Linked DNA regions of Zea mays: region 2 is linked to region 1. Evidence: chromatin contacts called from public Hi-C data. All regions are on one chromosome and are shown on one strand. The core of a region is the stretch at or near the end of the contact, and the rest is flanking DNA. Distances in the headings are between cores, read along the strand shown.

Evidence for each region. Hi-C and Micro-C count contacts between places; a contact is called where the count stands out from the background.
Region 2: a Hi-C map of endosperm shows a contact between it and region 1, with 2.9 times the contacts expected there. The contact joins the promoter of LOC100273806 here to the promoter of LOC100192567 in region 1. A contact is called at or near these places in 2 of 25 Hi-C or Micro-C datasets (endosperm and leaf).

Annotation. Positions count from the first base shown.
Region 1 is chr6:95,209,249-95,214,307 of Zm-B73-REFERENCE-NAM-5.0, reverse strand. It overlaps LOC100192567, which reads left to right and starts at 3,560. Exons shown (of 1, transcript NM_001137782.2): 1 at 3,560-4,453. The coding sequence starts at 3,677. The coding sequence ends at 4,003.
Region 2 is chr6:95,007,587-95,012,339 of Zm-B73-REFERENCE-NAM-5.0, reverse strand. LOC100273806 reads right to left here and starts at 3,088. Exons shown (of 1, transcript NM_001148207.1): 1 at 2,399-3,088. The coding sequence starts at 3,004. The coding sequence ends at 2,666.

The DNA.
Region 1 (5,059 bases), core at 2,311-4,810:
CGGATTTCAGTTGGCGATTGATTTCCTTTAATGGTCGTGTGTGTCGTGGGTTTCGATCTGCGAAGTGGCCCGGCCCAACCCAGTCCAGCCTAGCCCGGCCCGGTCCGGCCCAGTCCGGCCCGCGCGACCCCGGCGCCCCACCCCCCCTCCCCATGCGCCCCCTCCTCCTCTCCCTCTCTCATTTGGATTTCCCGCGCAGCAACCTCCCTCTCCCTCTCCCACCTCTCTCTCCCCGTGGTGCCCTAGGGATTGGAGACGGCGATCACCGGAATTTGGACCCCGAGGTGAGCTCCCCTCCCCTCCCTTCTCCTCTCTCTCTCCCTCTCTCCCTCTCCCTCCTCTTCTCTCCCCCTGCGCGCGCCCCCTCTTCTTTCCCCTGAGCGCGCGCGTCCCTGCGCGGCGGCGCGCTTCTGCTCCCCCGCGGCGCGGCGGCCCGCCCCTCCCCTCCCCTGCGCGGCGCACCCCCGTCCCGGCCCCCTGTGCAGCAAACCCACGCGCGCGGTGATTATTTTTTGGGTTTGTAGTTAATTTTAAACCCACGCGCAAACCCAAGCTTGGGTTCGCCCCTTGGGGAGGAGTGCTGTGCATTTAGGAAACCTAACGGGCGGCTACAGCCCCGGGGAATCTTTGTAAAGGCTACGTAGTGATACCCTCCTGGGCCACCTAGGTAGTGGTCAATGGGGAGTAGCTCTCTCCGGGCAGAAAGGGAATCACGACTTGTGGGTAAAGTGCACAACCTCTGCAGAGTGTTTGAAAAATGATATATCAGCCGTGCTCGCGGTTATGAGCGGCCAAGGGAGCTCCAGTGATTAGTGGTACTTGATCAGAGATGTTCGGTTTGCAGGTGGCAATGAGATTGATGGTTCTTGGTTTTGACTCTGGTAATGGTAAGTGATACTCTTTCCGTTTGGAAAAGGAGTACGTTTGGGTTTAAAACGTGGGTTAATTTTAAAACTTGGCTTTCTCTACTAGTAATAATAATCTGACCAACTAAAAACAACTGCTTGACTTACCCCCCACATAAAGCTAGTCCACTACAGCCAAACATGATACTTGCTGAGTATGTTGATGTGTACTCACCCTTGCTCTACACACCAACCCCCCATCCCCAGGTTGTCAGCATTACAACCACTGCCCAGGAGAAGATGAAGCCGTAGAAGGAGACCACCAGGAGTTCCAAGATTACGACAAGTTCTAGGCGTGGGTTAGCGGCAATCCCCAGTCGGCTGCCTGTGAAGGCCGCATATATCTACGTTTCTTTTCCGCACTTTGATTTATTGTAAAGACTATGTGGATGTCTCAGACATATGATGTAATCGACTATTATTTCCCTTTTAATACTATTTGAGCACTATGTGATGATGTCCATGTTATGTAACTGCTGTGTACGTGAATTGCTGATCCTGACACATACATGGTTCGCATTCGGTTTGCCTTCTAAAACTGGGTGTGACACAAGGCAAGGTAAGGGCTCAGAGTTGATCCTTACATAATCATATTCTAATCAGAAACTATCTATGTTTCTGTCACTTATTCGAACTTACTCAAAAAGTACTCAATATTATTGTACATGTCCTTAATGAGTCCAATGTATTTCAGTTGAACTTTATGTTTGTCTAAACCCACTACACATCATTTATTCTTATTTTTTCATATGTCTTCCCCAGGTCAATGAAAATCATGTGTAGATCCTTCCTTTGTTCACTATATTACGCTATCACTTGTTTTATTAAGAAAATAGTTCCCATGGTTGTTATTTTAGGCATAAAATCAAATTGGTTCCAAAGATCCTCATTATACCTCTCAGACGATGCTCGATAACTCTCTTCCATAACTTCATATTATGGCTCATCAAATTAATTCTCTAATAATTATTACAACTTTAAATATCTCCCCTCTTGTAGATCAGTACTAATATATTTCTCCTCTACCAGTTTGGCATCTTGTTCTACAGTTGAACAACTTGGTTAGCTATACTATAACTAGATCCTCGAGGCATCTTTATATATTAATTGGAATTCCATCAGGACCTGTCGTTTTATCCCTTTTCATGTTGTTCAATATCTCTCTAACATCAGTTTTTAAATCGTACATAAAATGCTTGTTCGTATCATCAAAATAGTCATCTGGTTACCATCATCGAAGTAAAATGTTTTTTATCGATTCGAATAAGTTTAGTGGAAACGCGTTTGGTGGAGGCTTCATGGGACCAAGAACGAGCATACACCTGCAAGCATTTGGCACGAATTTTATTTTACTAACACCCTATTTTAAACTCTCTAAAACTAATAGTTAGTAGCTAAAATTAGTTGTGTGGTTTAATTTGGGTTAGCTAATAGACTACTAATTGTTAGCTATATTCTTTAAATACTACTAGTTGTTAGCGGCAATGACTGCTATGCAATTAGTTCTTAGATGCAAACGAGTCTGTTAGATCTGATCAAAGAAGAAACTGTTGTTCGTTAATATTTTTTTTATAAAGCTACTCAAATTAGTGATGGAAAGCTTTAAATATCAAATATAACAAACTCTCTCCGTCTCAAATTAAAATTTATTTTACTTTTCAATAGATTTATAATAATTAATATATGTATTTTCCATGTGTGTCTAGATTTATAATTATTTATTTGAATATAGATATAAAAATTAAGAGATACAACTACTAATATTTTAGGACGGAAGAAATACCGACTGAATTATAATATAACAGATCAAAACTCTCGCTTAGACTCTTATATCTAAGGTCTGCTTGCATTGCATCAATAGCAGTCATTGCCGTTGTTAGCTGCTGCTTTAGAGGACTAACTAAGGGTCCCTTTGGTAGGGCTTATTTTTCAGCTTCGACTCTGGCTAATGTAAAAGTTGTGCTAAACAACTCTTTTTCAAATGGCTTCACCAGTGAAGTGCTTTTCCAAAATGAACTAGAGGGCATGAGCCAAAAAAGTGGCTCACCCGGCTTCAGCTCACGTTATTTTTGCACAATAGCCCTCCCACCAGCTCACGTCTTCTATAATGATATTTCAGCTATACATATAAAAGTATCTATACAACCTATAAGCCGTTTTGCCAAATAATTTTTCAGAATGGCTTTGGCTCATCTAAAGAAGTGGCTTCACCTCGTGAGCCAGAGCCAAAGCCATTTTTGAAGAAGCCAGAGCCTGCCAAAGGGGCCCTAATTCTAATAAAATCGATACGGATTGTGATGTCCAAACGTGACATCGTAGGACACGGAAAAAGGGTCTTTCTGAAAAACAACCTATAAGTCGTTTTGCCAAATAATTTTTCAGAATGACTTTGGCTCATCTAAAGAAGTGGCTTCACCTCGTGAGCCAGAGCCAAAGCTATTTTTGGAGAAGCCAGAGCCTGCCAAAGGGGCCCTAATTCTAATAAAATCGATACGGATTGTGATGTCCAAACGTGACATCGTAGGACACGGAAAATATATCCAAATATATCCGAGCCCACGCAATGGATACCGCTCGTTCCAGATCCGACGGCTGAAGCGAGACGACTACCGCCGCGGGGAAGAGCCGTGTGCGGCCGCAGGAGCCAGGAGGGTAATAATTGGCGGCCCCGGCTTGGCCCTCATCAAACCCTCACAGCGAAGGACACAAAAACACAGGTAGGGTTAGGCGACGCGGCGGCGAGAGCGCGAGAGTAGGAGGAGGCGTCGGCCATGACGGGGAAGGCGAAGCCGAAGAAGCACACGGCGAAGGAGATCGCCGCGAAGATCGACGCGGCGACGACGAACCGGGGCGGCGGCAAGGTCGGGCAGGCGGATCGGCTAGGGCAGGACAAGGGCGGGCACGCGAAGCTGGCGTGCCCGCTCTGCCGCACCCCGGCGCCCGACATCAAGTCCATGCAGATCCACCACGAGGCGCGCCATCCCAAGCTCCCTTTCGAGCCGGAGAAGCTCGTCAACCTGCACTCCTCCACCCCCGCCGCCGCCGAGGCCACCACCTCCAAGCCCAAGCCCGGGGTCCGCGGCAGCCTCAAGAAGTAGCTGGCTGGCTTGCCTGCCTGACTGCCTGGGGTAATTCCCTTCGATTTCAATCCCATCCACCGACCCGATCTACAATCAATCAAAGTACCGCCCGCCCTCCGGCCTGCGGTGTACTGTTAGTCTGCTGCTGCTGCTTCTTATCGTTGTTATATTGCTGATACATGTCTCGCGTGATAGATGTGCAACTATATATCAGTCTCGTCGCCGGCAACACTGGCATGCTTAAACATGTGTCGCTGCTGCTCCGTGATGCCGGCGACGGCTGCTATTAGTGTTAATGTTAGTGTCGATCGGGTCTCCTTGAACAATGGCAGGAATCTGTTGCTTGTTTACTTTCTTCTAATGGCAAGTAAAGTTCCCTAATTGTTTCGTCTGCCGTTGGGTGTTTAATACTGTCAGGGTTTCATGAGACAGATCCTCTCTTGTCTTGTGTATGAATAGTTTGTATTGTCGGATATGCTCGGCTAGCCCAAATCTTCACCTGCTTTGCTTATGCCCACTTGAACTAGCGAGGACAATTGCCTTTGTAACCCATGTGACAGTTGTTAGGCTTAATTGTTCTTGGTTTATGTATTGTGACTAGAAATAAAACGTAGTTATCTAGTTTGAGTCATAAGCAAATGCTTGAGATCGGTAGCGATTTCAGTTCCTCTTCACATGGTTAAGTATATGTCTTGAGTTCGTCACTAGATTAAGTTTACTATTTTTTGCATGGGTATTAGTATTTTCCTAGACCCAAACTTCTCAAAAGGCATTCATGAGAGATGAGTAACATAACGGATAACCAATTAACCATGTACTCCCGCCCTCTTTTTATATTTTGAGCTAACGAACATTAACTATAAAACGGCGGGAAGGTGTATCTTTTGTTTAAAATGCTGGAGTAACGCCATATTAATGACTACACCCGTTGTTTTTTGTCGTCTTCCTGAGAATTGTTTGCTCGCGGGTAGAAGTGGTACTCCAGACAATGCTGCATCACGAGACTGTCATTTGAAGTTGGGATATGTTGTTTCAGCGATGTACAGATTTTAAGGCTTCCAAGCCTCAAGCTTA
Region 2 (4,753 bases), core at 1,839-4,338, 200 kb after region 1:
CAAAAGGAGCGATAACTTCATCTGACAAAAAAATTAGATGGTTAAGTATTTCATCTTTCCGATCACACAACAAAGAAGATGGCATTGAACACAGTACTTTTTTCACTTGGTGTACTTTGGCTAGCAAATAAAAAGATAAGTAACGCAGTTTTAAGAAAATCTATAGTCTTTTTGGAACATTTCAAAATGTCGCAACTCCAATGTTTTCTCACATGCATAGAGGGTAAAGAAACTCTTGATTTCTTGGCGTTGCCACGAGTATTTACCTGAATTTGGTTTTGTATATAAAATTCTATGGTGTGTGGTTTATTTACTTGTTTTCTTTTTTGAAACATGCATTTTTCATGGTGAGTTTACGAGAGCAAGTGGCAGATACCAACTACACATTCAAGTACATGTTCAAACAGAATAACTAGAGATACTTTGGTATCATATACATGTTCAGTAAGGTATCCATAAAGGTACAATTTACTATTAAATCACATTGTGGAAGAAATGTCAACATCTTACAAGATTCTATATGTATTGCCTTTATGGTACTCATTGAGGTGCCTTAAATGCAATGCCACACGTCTCTTTGATGAGTTTATTTTTGTCGGGGCTCGTAGTAAAACCCTAGAAGTGAAATTGCCTATTTTTGTCCAGGCTTGATCATTTATATAGAATGACGTACTCTGTCGTAAAACCCTAGAAGCGAAATTGACTTTTTTTGTCCGGGCTTGATCATTTATGGAGAATGGCGTACTCTGTCGTAAAACCCTACAAGCGAAATTGTCTACTTTTGTCGGGGCTTGATCATTTATAGAGAATGACATACTCTATCGCGTAAAACCCTAAAAGTGAAATTGTATGTTTGTTTGTCGTGATTGATATATTTATAACTTTAGTCGTATCTTGAAAGGCATGCCACCTAGAGATATATCTTGCATGTCACGTCAAACAACTCGACAACTTATTTAATAGTAGGGACGTTATCGTAAGATCCTAAAAGTTAGGTTATATAACGCGCACAAGATGTTACGTTATAGATCACATAACATGCTTATTTAGGAATGGTGACACCATGGTAAGATCATATCAAAGCTAGGATATGTAGTGCGCACAAGATGTTATGCTAAAAACAACACAACAATTTTATTTGACAATGATGATTACTATCATAAAACCTAAATAAAACTGAAAATTTTCCAATATTTCCCATTGTCCTCGCAAGTTTAGCATATGATGTTTATTATATATGTTCGTTTTATTAGGGTTATGTGCGAGTCTCCCTATATTCTTCATATATAGTTGGTATCTGCATGCAAGCCATGGCAACAACTCACTATATATTTCCATTGAAGTATGAACCTAAGACATGTATTCCTTTCTAGATGTTCCAACCCATATCATTCCCCCATGGCTTACGTGGTATTCTTCATGGCTAGTAGTAGCTAGGTTTAGGGGTTGAAGCTTGCCAGGCCCGTTTTAGAAGCTCTGTATATTTTCTCTAGTTTCTTCTGTTACATGTGTAGCATGGGTGTGCATGTCAGTGGCCAAATAGTGGCTGTACTCCTAATTCCTAAGCCTTATTGAACTTGGTCCCATAAGTGTCTCATGGTATCACTATCACTAGTAGTACCTGATATGCATGCTGCTTTGGGACTGTTCTTTCTCTTTAGATTAAAATCGGCTGTTTAGACTGTTGTAGTTGTAATTTATATAGACAAAAAACACCGTAGAGAAACCGCTATATATTAAAACCAAGCGAATTGACTTAATTTTTCAGGTCTTTGTGGCACCGTGGTTGGTTCTGAACTCTGTACCATGAAAATTCAGAACAGCCGGGACGATCACCTGACACCTGAGCAGCAAATCGATGGGAAACTGTGCCTGAAAACTCAAGGCCTGAGCAAGGAGCACCTGTGTCAGTGTCAGTGCCAAAAGGCTTCAAATCTCTGGCTGTAGTTGCCGTCTGCTGTAGGCTGTAGCCAGTTTGAAGTAGATCAAGCTATCTGTATGTTCATGTATAATTTAGCGGCGATAGCCGGGTATATATATGGCCTCCATATTTAGCTCCTCTATTAGTTGTTAGAGAGGGCATTTGCTAAATGTCATGTATAGCCAAAGATTTAGGACATGTTTGGTTTACTGTCTAATTTGTCGCACTTTGTCTATCTTTTTCGTCTAAAGTTAGTTATTCAATTCGGATGACTAAAGTGTGGCACATTACGAACCAAACAGGACCTTAAAACATTGCTCAGCCTCAGCGTGCCTGGTTTTGAACACTGCTACAAGTCTTCAAGAGCAATGGCTAGTAATTAGGTTTCTTTCTGCTGGAGCAGTTCATCAGGTAAAAAGGTCAACAAGATGAAATATAGCATTCTACACCGGAAAGAAACATCAGAGCACCAATCTTAGCTTCAGAATGTATTATTATTATAATTATTATTAGGGGAGACGATTCCATTCTACACCGGAAAGAAACATCAGCAGATCTCACAGCCATTTCATGCACACTCGACAAGAAACTAATCAGAGCAGCAATACTGCCAGTACTCCATGAGATCTGCGCAAATTTCTTTCTAGTAGGAGAGAAGATGGTGAACGAAGCAGACGACACACACGACGCTAGCTGAGCCTTGAGATCTCTGCAGCTCTCAAGAACCCACCGCCACCGGCCGCGTCACGGGGACCACCACCACCCGAGGCGGCGGCGGCCCGAGCCCGACTCCGACGACGACGGCTTCTCGTGATTCGCCTCGTAGTTCCACTTAGTGGACGGCCCGGACGGAGGGATGGGGAGCCGCTTGCTCTCCGCCATCGCCGCGGCCGACGGCTGCGAATGCTGGTGCCGGCTGATGATTACAGCCTCCCGCGCGGGAGGAGCAGCGGCGGCGGCTGCTGCTCCAACGGCCGGGCCGCCGCCGGTCGCTTGCTCTCCACGCCCGTGATCCTGGGCACCCAGCAGCAGCACCAGGAAGGCCAGGCCGGCGACGAGGAGGAGCTGGCCAAGCGACGCCATGAGCGCGCGCTAGCACTGAGCGGTGCCGGTGGGCACGCGGTCGAGGTGCGGTCAGTGCAGCTATAGCCGCGTCGAGCTGAGGAGACGGCGACGAAGCAGTAGCGAGACGCGGTTAGGCTTCCAGCAGCGGACCCTTATAAGGCGGGTGCAGCAGCCGTAGCAATTACTTCCGACCTTGGAATCTTTCTCCCGAGAGAGACGATGTGAGAGATCGATCGAAGGCCCTCGGCTCCGCTCCGATCCATCGTCGCCACCAGATCGAAACCACGGACGGCTGCATGGTCAAAAAGGCTTCAGGACAGGACGTGAAACGGCTGCCAGCCGTGTTGAGTGACGCCATGCATGCAAGGCCGCCATCAAATTTAAGAGCTCTCGACCGAGGTCAGCACTACTCTCATCTCCAGTAGGCCGTGTACTGTTTTGTGTTATAGATTACACTATTTTATTTATAGAGTGGAGTTTAAAATAATGATTAAGATAGTGACATCTCAGTGGCAGCCAGCTGGAGCAGATGTTAGATGGTATGCAAGATGCAACAAGAGATGCAGTTGACGGATGATGGCGTGATGTCTGGCTGCTTGCATTGCTTGCGTAGGCATAAGCAGCTGTATCATCATCATCAGAATTGAATTGCATTGGATCATTCATAATTAATTCATGGAGGGCCGAGTGGGGATGGTTGTTCAACCAGTGGAGATTATTGATTGTTGGCGATAGAATTCAATTGCAACAAACTCGTTGCTTGGCATTTTCTGCAAATTTCCTGAGGCCTTCTCTCTCTAACTCTCTCTCTCTCTCTCTCTCTGTTTTTTTGCTCCTCGGCTTGGCTATTTTTCGTACCATCTTTTCGAAATATACTACAAATGAACTTTGGCCTGGCGTAGCTTTGAAAACATTTGACATGGGTGTAGCTTTGAAAGAAAAGAAAAAACTAACTTTAACCTCAGCAGAAGAAAGAGGCAATTAAACTGAATAAATATTAAATCTGTAGCTCGTTATATTAAATCATCACTATCTATCTTAAATCTAACGTCTCAGGTTGATCATTGCAATTTACAAATAACACCTTCCACCACTACACCTCATCACGTCGGAGAGTATCCTTAGCAAAATATACCAAACAAATAAAAATGTTAGATCTAAGATGAGTGGTGATGATTTAATATATGCACCATGTACACTAAACTTTCATGTGCATTGTCGGTACCCTGAAACTAGGGTACCCCTTAATACTGTATAAAGTCACAGTGCCACACGGCTATCTCTTAGTCGCGTGGTAATGGTGCTGTGTGTGGGACCAGGCCATGACTCGTCCCAGTCTCGGGCGACTACTCTGGGTCCACAGCAGCACCCGACTCCACCACATGGGTGGGTCCGGAGCCGCCACGTGTCCAGAGAAGGTGATATCCTCCAGAGCATTAACAGTGGGCCAGGACCCCAACGGGAGAGCGCCGGACCCCTGGATATGCAGTCCGGACCTCTAGGGTTGGTCCAGGACCGCCACGTATGCAAGCGGGACCCCTGGTATGGGATCCGGACCCTCCCGTATGGGGTCCGGGCCGCCCGCAATGGGGTCCCAAAGTCCCAGGACGGAACTTACACTGGCCTTGAACAGGACCCAGGTGGGGGTCCGGTACCGACACGTGTCCAGACCTAGTCTGGTGAGGACCTGTTCGCATACACTCCTGCTCCCCGCCCAGGCGGAGACCCGATGCTGCCACGTGGCCTACTGCACGTGACGTAAGCCAA